2 separate regions of the Mus musculus genome follow, and region 2 is linked to region 1. The links are chromatin contacts, called in public Hi-C maps. All regions are on one chromosome and are shown on one strand. The core of a region is the stretch at or near the end of the contact, and the rest is flanking DNA. Distances in the headings are between cores, read along the strand shown.

What was found. A called contact is a pair of places that touch in the nucleus more often than the background predicts.
Region 2: a Hi-C map of liver shows a contact between it and region 1, with 2.3 times the contacts expected there. The contact joins two enhancer-like sites. A contact is called at or near these places in 1 of 15 datasets of contacts at CTCF or cohesin (pro-B cells), 9 of 484 Hi-C or Micro-C datasets (the C10 cell line, the P5424 cell line, beige adipocytes and 6 more), 1 of 115 datasets of contacts at active chromatin or transcription factors (bone marrow-derived dendritic cells) and 1 of 9 other capture datasets (adipose tissue).

The regions. Positions count from the first base shown.
Region 1 is chr9:95,475,759-95,479,506 of GRCm38.p6, forward strand. It overlaps U2surp (U2 snRNP-associated SURP domain containing), which reads right to left. Exons shown (of 28, transcript NM_001357974.1): 19 at 3,509-3,596; 20 at 1,642-1,764; 21 at 349-505. Among named protein-coding and RNA genes, the nearest start is that of Gm32133, 32 kb to the left of the region's middle. Within about 2 kb of position 1,778, at least 9 of the 459 cell types and tissues checked have an H3K27ac peak or open chromatin away from gene starts, as enhancers often do. A contact at or near this core is called in liver, where this site is marked.
Region 2 is chr9:95,673,572-95,677,319 of GRCm38.p6, forward strand. All of the region lies in intron 3 of Pcolce2 (procollagen C-endopeptidase enhancer 2), which reads left to right. It also overlaps the pseudogene Itpa-ps2. Among named protein-coding and RNA genes, the nearest start is that of Gm39407, 31 kb to the right of the region's middle. Within about 2 kb of position 2,085, at least 50 of the 459 cell types and tissues checked have an H3K27ac peak or open chromatin away from gene starts, as enhancers often do. A contact at or near this core is called in liver, where this site is marked.

The DNA.
Region 1 (3,748 bases), core at 528-3,027:
AGAGAAGCATATGGAGGTGTGGGTAGGAAAATAAAAAAAACAAAGGAAGTGACACTGGGCATGTGACTGTAAAACACAAGATACTGCCTGTAACTTTCAGACAATTGAGACAAAAAGGAAAACCTGCTAATATTATAGGATGATAGTCCCCCAAAAAAGATACCATAATAAAGCTCTTTCCTTTGCCACAGTCAAACATATTGCTAGATACCTAAATTTTAAAATGTCAGAAAAGGTGAGTGACTTGACAGTCAAAAATTAAAACATTTCTCCATACCATCACGTGAAAAACTTAAGGGATTTTGGCAACTAAACCTGTTAGTCTGAATGTTTAAAGTCCAAACTTACAAGGCACTCCATCCAGATCATCATCAAGACTCTTTATAGGGACCCCATCCAGGTCATCGATGGGAGTGGCATCGATGGGAATCCCATCCACATCCTCCAGAGGCGCCCCGTCAAGCTCCTCCTCGATGGGAGCACCGTCAAGATCATCCGGCACATCCTGCAAAACATGCACCACTCTCTCACTGTTAGATTAACTTAAAATCCAGTGCAGAGCAACATGACTAGATAGCCTTATCTCCAGACACAATGTAAATATGTTTTATTATCCAGACTGCAGAGACAGTAACTATCTGTACACTTATTTGCATAATATATATTAAAGGCTTATCCTTGAGATCAAGTAGCATATGAGTCATGGTGAAAAGTATCAGGCTTGGTTCGTCTGCCAAAGAGCTTAGTAAAGGTTTGTTTAAAAAGAAAATAAGTTAGAACAATAGATTGAAAGTGTACATCACCATCTTATTATACTATTTAATAATTAAATTTCCCTTAAAGAAGTCAAAAGGTTATCCTGAAGTTACACTTAGGCTGAGGTCTGGTAACACAGAAAATCCAGAAAGAGAAGAGCAGGTACAAAGAGCAGTGGAAGAGAAACACTGCACTGAAGAAACTGAAACAAAGAGTCTGAGAAGAGGGTAGAAGAGTAGCTGTCCCTTCACCAACTGCTGAGGGAGAGGAGAGCCAGAACATCCTGGAAGGAAGTGAAATGACACTGGAGAAGAGCAGAATCAGATGTGTGATGCACAGAGCACAGCTCCCTGCCTTCCAAAAGCAATTTACCTCAACCTCACCAAATGATATGGGAGTCAAGAGCCCACAAAAGCAAGACTCGGTAAGACTCCTCTACTACAGAAGCCCCAAAGGATAGACAGGCTGCAACATAGTAACATGAGAAAGATGAAAAAAAGCCCTCTACTAGGAAACTGAAAGATACTGATACAGGTTAGAAGTCAGAAGAAAGTAAGCCAGGCTGAGCTCTCAGGTTCAGTCATGTTGGTACAAGCAGTCACTGTACCTTTAACTTGATGAGACTTACTTGCAGTAAGTTTATCAAGGCCCCCTTGTTAGTTGAGGGGTTTCTGTGTATTATTTGTTTTCTAATATATCATAAATCTTTTCAAGTTACTAAAAACAAAACAAAAACAGCCACTATCCCATAAGAACACATTGAAAATCCCTGTCTTATGTAACACTGACTCTTGTATTATTTAATGGTAAACAGGTATTTTTCATAAAGAAATATATGTAATATTCCCCCTCCCCCAGAAAAATATTTAAGTACAGAATACCTACCTCTGTTTCCTTTTCTTCAATGATATTTACAAGTCCTAAGAAAATATTCTGAAGTTTGATCAAAAATGGTTCTGGATAAATTGCCCAATCTTCCCATGCTCTGAAGCAGGTCATTACCCGTTGCTAAGTTAATAGAAAACAGACAGTAAATGTCAAGTCCAAACTTGAGTTCATGGGAATACCATTGTTATTGCGAATTTCCCTTTAAGTTGCTAGATCATTTTTTCAAATTAAAAAAATTAACTACATATACCATTCCTGATTTTTTAAATCAATTCAATGCTATCTTCCAAGTAAACATAAATGCTGGGGGGAAAAAAAACTTGGATTATTTTTAATTAAGGTCAACTCTCATGTATATATGAGTCATATCTTGAAAAACAATCTCACAGTACCTTCTGACCACTAGAAACCAAAGCAATCAAGCTTTACTCTCAATCCATTATGATCCAATGAAGCACTTCCCGGTCCTGAATCTTCCCCACAGTAGTATATTCATTTATTCAATTGCTACCTTGGGCTTTAACTGGCTCTGTCCTAACACTGGTTTATAACCTAAGGTTCTCTGTCTTTCCTTTCTTTTTTTTGTTTTTGTTTTTTTTTTTTCTTTTCTTTTTTTTGGTTTTTTGAGACAGGGTTTCTCTGTGTAACAGCTCTGGGTTTCCTGGACTCTTTCGCTTTGTAGACCAGGGGGGCCTGAACTCAGAGAGATCCATCTGCCTCTGCCTCCCCAGTGTTGAGATTAAAGGTGTGCACTACCACGCCCAGTCGCATAGTCTTTCATTTAAGAGGTTACTAAAATGAAAAATAAAAACTGAACAGGCTTTTTTTCCCCTGAAAACAGCACATTAAAATTATTAATAACCTGTCTTGAATGTGTATTTACAATCTAAACAAGAGCAGTGACCAGCACTCCTCACCCTCCTAAAATTTTGAATCTTCCACCACACAACCCCAGAAAACTCTGAAGATCAAATTTTCGAGTCCTTATCAAGGCCATTCTTCAGGCACCTCTGTGCTCCAGCACTGTTGAGCAGGTCATGGGTTCCCATCTGCAAACACCCACTGCACCTCAACACAGCTGGACAGGACTGTGTCGTCAGTGGCACTGTCTTCATAATGACACACTCACACTGGGGTCCATAGGGCCTTCCTCCTCTGGTGGCATCTTGTGGTAGACAGCCACTCCGTTACTCAGTCTTCCCAAAGCACCAGGCCCTCCTGGGAGACGTGGCTGACTGCTGTCCTCCACGCTCAGTTTCAGATCCGCACACAAGCTCAAGCATGGTAGGTCCCTCAGCAGGCCCAGGGTTAAATGGCACCCCCAGGCCTTATGCCACAGCATGTGAGGCCACACATCACAACCACCTGCCATACTAGAGCCACCAATGCCCTGAAGATACTTTCTAAACAACCATAAATAACTAAAATATATGTTCCTAATCCAGACAAATTTAATATACTATTATAAAACAAATAAATAGTCTTCAGGATGTGAAGAGGGGGAAAAAAAAACCCAGTATTAAAATATTTAAGTAAGGCATGAGGACCTGAGTTCAGCTCTCAGCACCTGTATCAGTTGGCTCATAAAATTTCCTGTAACTCCAACTCCAGGGGAATCCTATGCCTCTGGCCTAGGGAAGCACCTGCACTCCACATGCATACACCCACAAAGAGATACATATATATATAACTAAAATTAATTATTCATTAAAGAAATTTTAAATAAAAATATTTAAATAACATAAAACTAAAAGCTACCTGACAATACAGAATTTAAAAACCTAAAGAATCACTACTCTTTTACAGCCCTCTAATGCCCTCCTCCACTTCAGAGGTCAGGGCAGAAACAACAAAAGATACCTACCTTAAAGTTTTCAGATTGTAAATGGCCTTGAATTGTACGATAAGTAGCATTGAGGTCTGAAAATATCTGGCATAGCTTTGTTTCAAAACTGAAATTCAAACAATACATTAAGACACAATTTATTTTAAAAAAAAAATCACAGTCTCTTCAACCCACTGGCCAATGAAAACCTTTCCTGTTCTTATAACGCAAATTAAGAAATTCAAAATATCAGTGTCCTTCTTTAGCAGGCAACTTTAT
Region 2 (3,748 bases), core at 835-3,334, 200 kb after region 1:
ATTTTATGCACATAGAATGAAAATAAAATCTCAAAAAATTTGTTTTTAAAGATCACTGTGAGAAGCCACTACTTTCCAATTACATGAACTAAAAATCTATAACATTGTGTGATACCAAGAATGGGAAGGAGCCAATGACTTCTGTACTTCTGGAGAAGTATAAAATGACAACAGACTCTTTGGTGTCTGGAGAAGTTGTGTTGGAATGAATTGTTTAATGAAGTTATCTGGCCCAGCCATGCATTCTTGGATATTGTAAGAAAATGAAAAAATAACCACATCTGTTGGAGAAAGTATTTAATCTCAATCTGGGGTTTCTACCCTGTCTTTGGTCATTCAGTTCCCAGATAAAAGACACACAGCTTTTATATTGTAATAAGCCTTAATCTGCACCAGGGCTGGGCACGCATCTACCTTCTATGCTATTATGTCTATTTCCCTGCCAATAGCCCCACAATATGATTTGCCATGTTCTGTCTGGGCTGCTCTTAACTCCAATCACCCAGCCCTCCTGGCCATGATTTTATGATTCTTGTCTCACGGCATCTTCTCTCTCCACCACCTTCTCCCTCCCCTGTGGTTCTTCTCATACATCAAGCCCAGGAACCCCAAGCTCCACCTAGTTCAGTTCTGCCCAGCTATAAGCTGTAGGCACCTTTATTCACTAATCTGGGATAACTTGGGGGCGGGGTGGGGGGGCAAGGTCCCGTAGTGTCTCTTGGGTCTATGTGCACACCCTCTAAATTCCTAAAGGCCACCAGGCCTTGGGGGCCAGTATTAAGCATTACAATATAAGCCAAAGACTTAAAAAAAAAAAAACTTCAACACGCATCAACAAAGAAGACATACACAAAAACAATCATGGCAGCCTCGCTATCAATAACTTACACTGAAAGCAACCTACCTGGGCCAGTTAATTTTCTGTCAGCTTGACACAAGCTAAGGTCATCTGCAATGAGGGTATCTCAATGGAGAAAGTGCCTCCATCTCTAGGCAAGTCTGTGGAGAAGTTTTTAATTAAGGATTGACGTGGGAGGACCAAGCCCACTATGGACGGCACCACTCCTGGGCCAGTGGTCCTAGGCTGCATAAGAACAGGCTGAGTAAACCACAGGGAGAAAGCCAGTCAGCAGTATTCCACCATAACCTCTTCTTCAGTTCCAGCCTTAAGTTCCTGCCCTGACTTCCCTTCATGAGTGACTGTGTCAGAACATATAAGCAAAATAAAATCCTGAAGTACCCACCTCCACCCCCAAGTCCCAAATTGCTTTTGGTCATGATGTTTTTGCTTTTTTTTTTTTTTTTTTTTTCAAAGCAGACACACCATTTATTTTGGAAACAAATGCCCTCCAGAATTTACATTTTCTACATTCTGTATGCAAAAGTTGTGTTTCTTTGCCAGACCCTTAACCAGATACGAAATGTAAACACTCCAATTTTTCTCAGGATCCCAGAGTCAGCAGCTGCAAGAACAACTCTTTTTTGTTGTTGCTTTGGTGTTTTGTTTTGTTTTTGAGACAGGGTCTCACTATGTAACTCTGGCTGTCCAGGAATTCACTATGCAAACCAGGCTAGTCTCCAACTCACAAAGATCTGTCTGCCTCTACCTCCCAAATTCTGGGACTAAAAGTGTGTATGCCTGGCCAAAGGCAACTCTTGAATCCTGAAGGGCAGGAGTTTAATATCAACTGGCCCAGCGTTCCCTGATGCAGAGCCAACTTCTCTTCCAAGAACTGGCTGCTGAAGCTGCCTGGATCCCCTGGCAAAGGGAAACCCAGAGAATCCTTGCCAGGAGTGCCTGCCTCCTGGGACATTCTACACTACCCCCTCTCTCCCTCCACACACCCACAGCCCTAGTGGTCACCAGTCCCAGCAGCCACACTAAAGTACTCCTGCAGCTTGAGCAGGGCTCGGAACCGACGAGAAATGGTGTTCTCAGCCTTTGGTATCTCTGTATATATTTGTTCATATCCATCAGGCGGAAAGCAGGGATCCCAGCCAAAGTCCCGGCAGCCTCGTGGTATCATAATCTGTCCCGAGGTCTGGCCTCTGAACAGGAGCACTGGCTGGCTTGGGTCCCCAGTGCTGAGAGCATAGTGCAGAGTGCATAGGCTGATTCGTCTGCAAAGCTAGTCAGGAGCTAGTGGAGACCTTTAGGCTTCAGCTTCTGCAGGAACCATCTTAGGTAGGGTCCAGGGAGTCCCCCAAGTGCATTAAAGCCTGGACACGTATTCTCCACCAGTACAGAGCCCTGCACCTAGCAAGCTGCCTCCAGTCACTTCTGTATGGAAATTTCACCTGGCTCTCCCTGGTACTCAGGAAGGTCAATGTTCCTGTGCCACCAAAGGGCGTGGAAACTTATCTCCTAGAATCTGAATGAGCTCCTCCAGCTTCTTTGCACTTCTCCTCACAAACACGTATCTTCTTCCCCACCAAAGGTGTGGCCACTGCAAGCCTGATTACAGTCTAGAATGCCCAAAAACCCTTTGCCCGGTCATTTATTATAACAATACATTTCAATCTACAACACAACCCAAAAGGAGCATCAGTAGAAGAATGGGCACACAAATGGCTGTGTGTGCAGACAGTGGAACACTACCCAACAGTGTAAAATACAACCACCAAAGACAGCAGCGGAAGACAGGGGGTGCCCCCTACAGGACTCAAGTTATACGAAGCTCCAGGATAAAACTACGGTGACAAGTTTTCAGAAAAGTGATATGATGGGTGTTTTGTGAGAGATGGATTCCATATCACCTCAGGAGTGTGGCTCACATGGGTGCATTTATTTGTCAATCTTGTAAAGTTAAGATTGATGAGTGTACCTTCCCAGACCTGTGACATTAAAATAATAAAACAATGAAGCAGGTGGAGGGGATTGAGTAACCACAGGGAGAAAACAGAAAACCAATGACAGCGGCTGACAATGGATGATGGGTGCGGCTGACAATGGATGATGGGTGCGGCTGACAATGGATGATGGGTGTGGCTGACAATGGATGATGGGTGTGGCTGACAATGGATGATGGGTGTGGCTGACAATGGACGATGGGTGTGGCTGACAATGGACGATGGGTGCGGCTGACAATGGATGATGGGTGTGGCTGACAATGGACGATGGGTGCGGCTGACAATGGATGATGGGTGTGGCTGACAATGGACGATGGGTGCGGCTGACAATGGATGATGGGTGTGGCTGACAATGGACGATGGGTGCGGCTGACAATGGATGATGGGTGTGGCTGGCAATGGATGCTGGGTACACAGGGGCCTCTCTATTCTATTCACTATATGTATGCTTTAAGTTTTCACTCATAGTTTAGAAATTATTCCAAACTCAAATTTTATAGTATGTTTTCTTAAATCTACGTATTTAAGACTTCTCCATGTTGAAAAAAACATTTTGTTCCTTTAGTCTCAGCTCAGTTATTTGTGAGTTCGTTCTAAGTGAAATTAGATTTCTAACTTTATATCAAAATAGATTTCTAAAACTCTTTCCTCGTATACAAAGTGCATATCAGTACTTGCATCCAGTATCTAAATTAAAATGTGTTACATGTTAACGGTGTTGGCTTTTAGGTGGTGGGACTGGGGTAAATTTTCCTTCTATGTTTTCCTGTATTGCTGGAAGTTAATAAACAGGCTTTTGTGTGGGTATGAGTGTGAGTGCGCATGGTCATGTGTGTGCACATGTGTGTGGAAGGCAGATGTCATCCTTACCCCTGGATTTGAGATAGGCTCTCAGTCT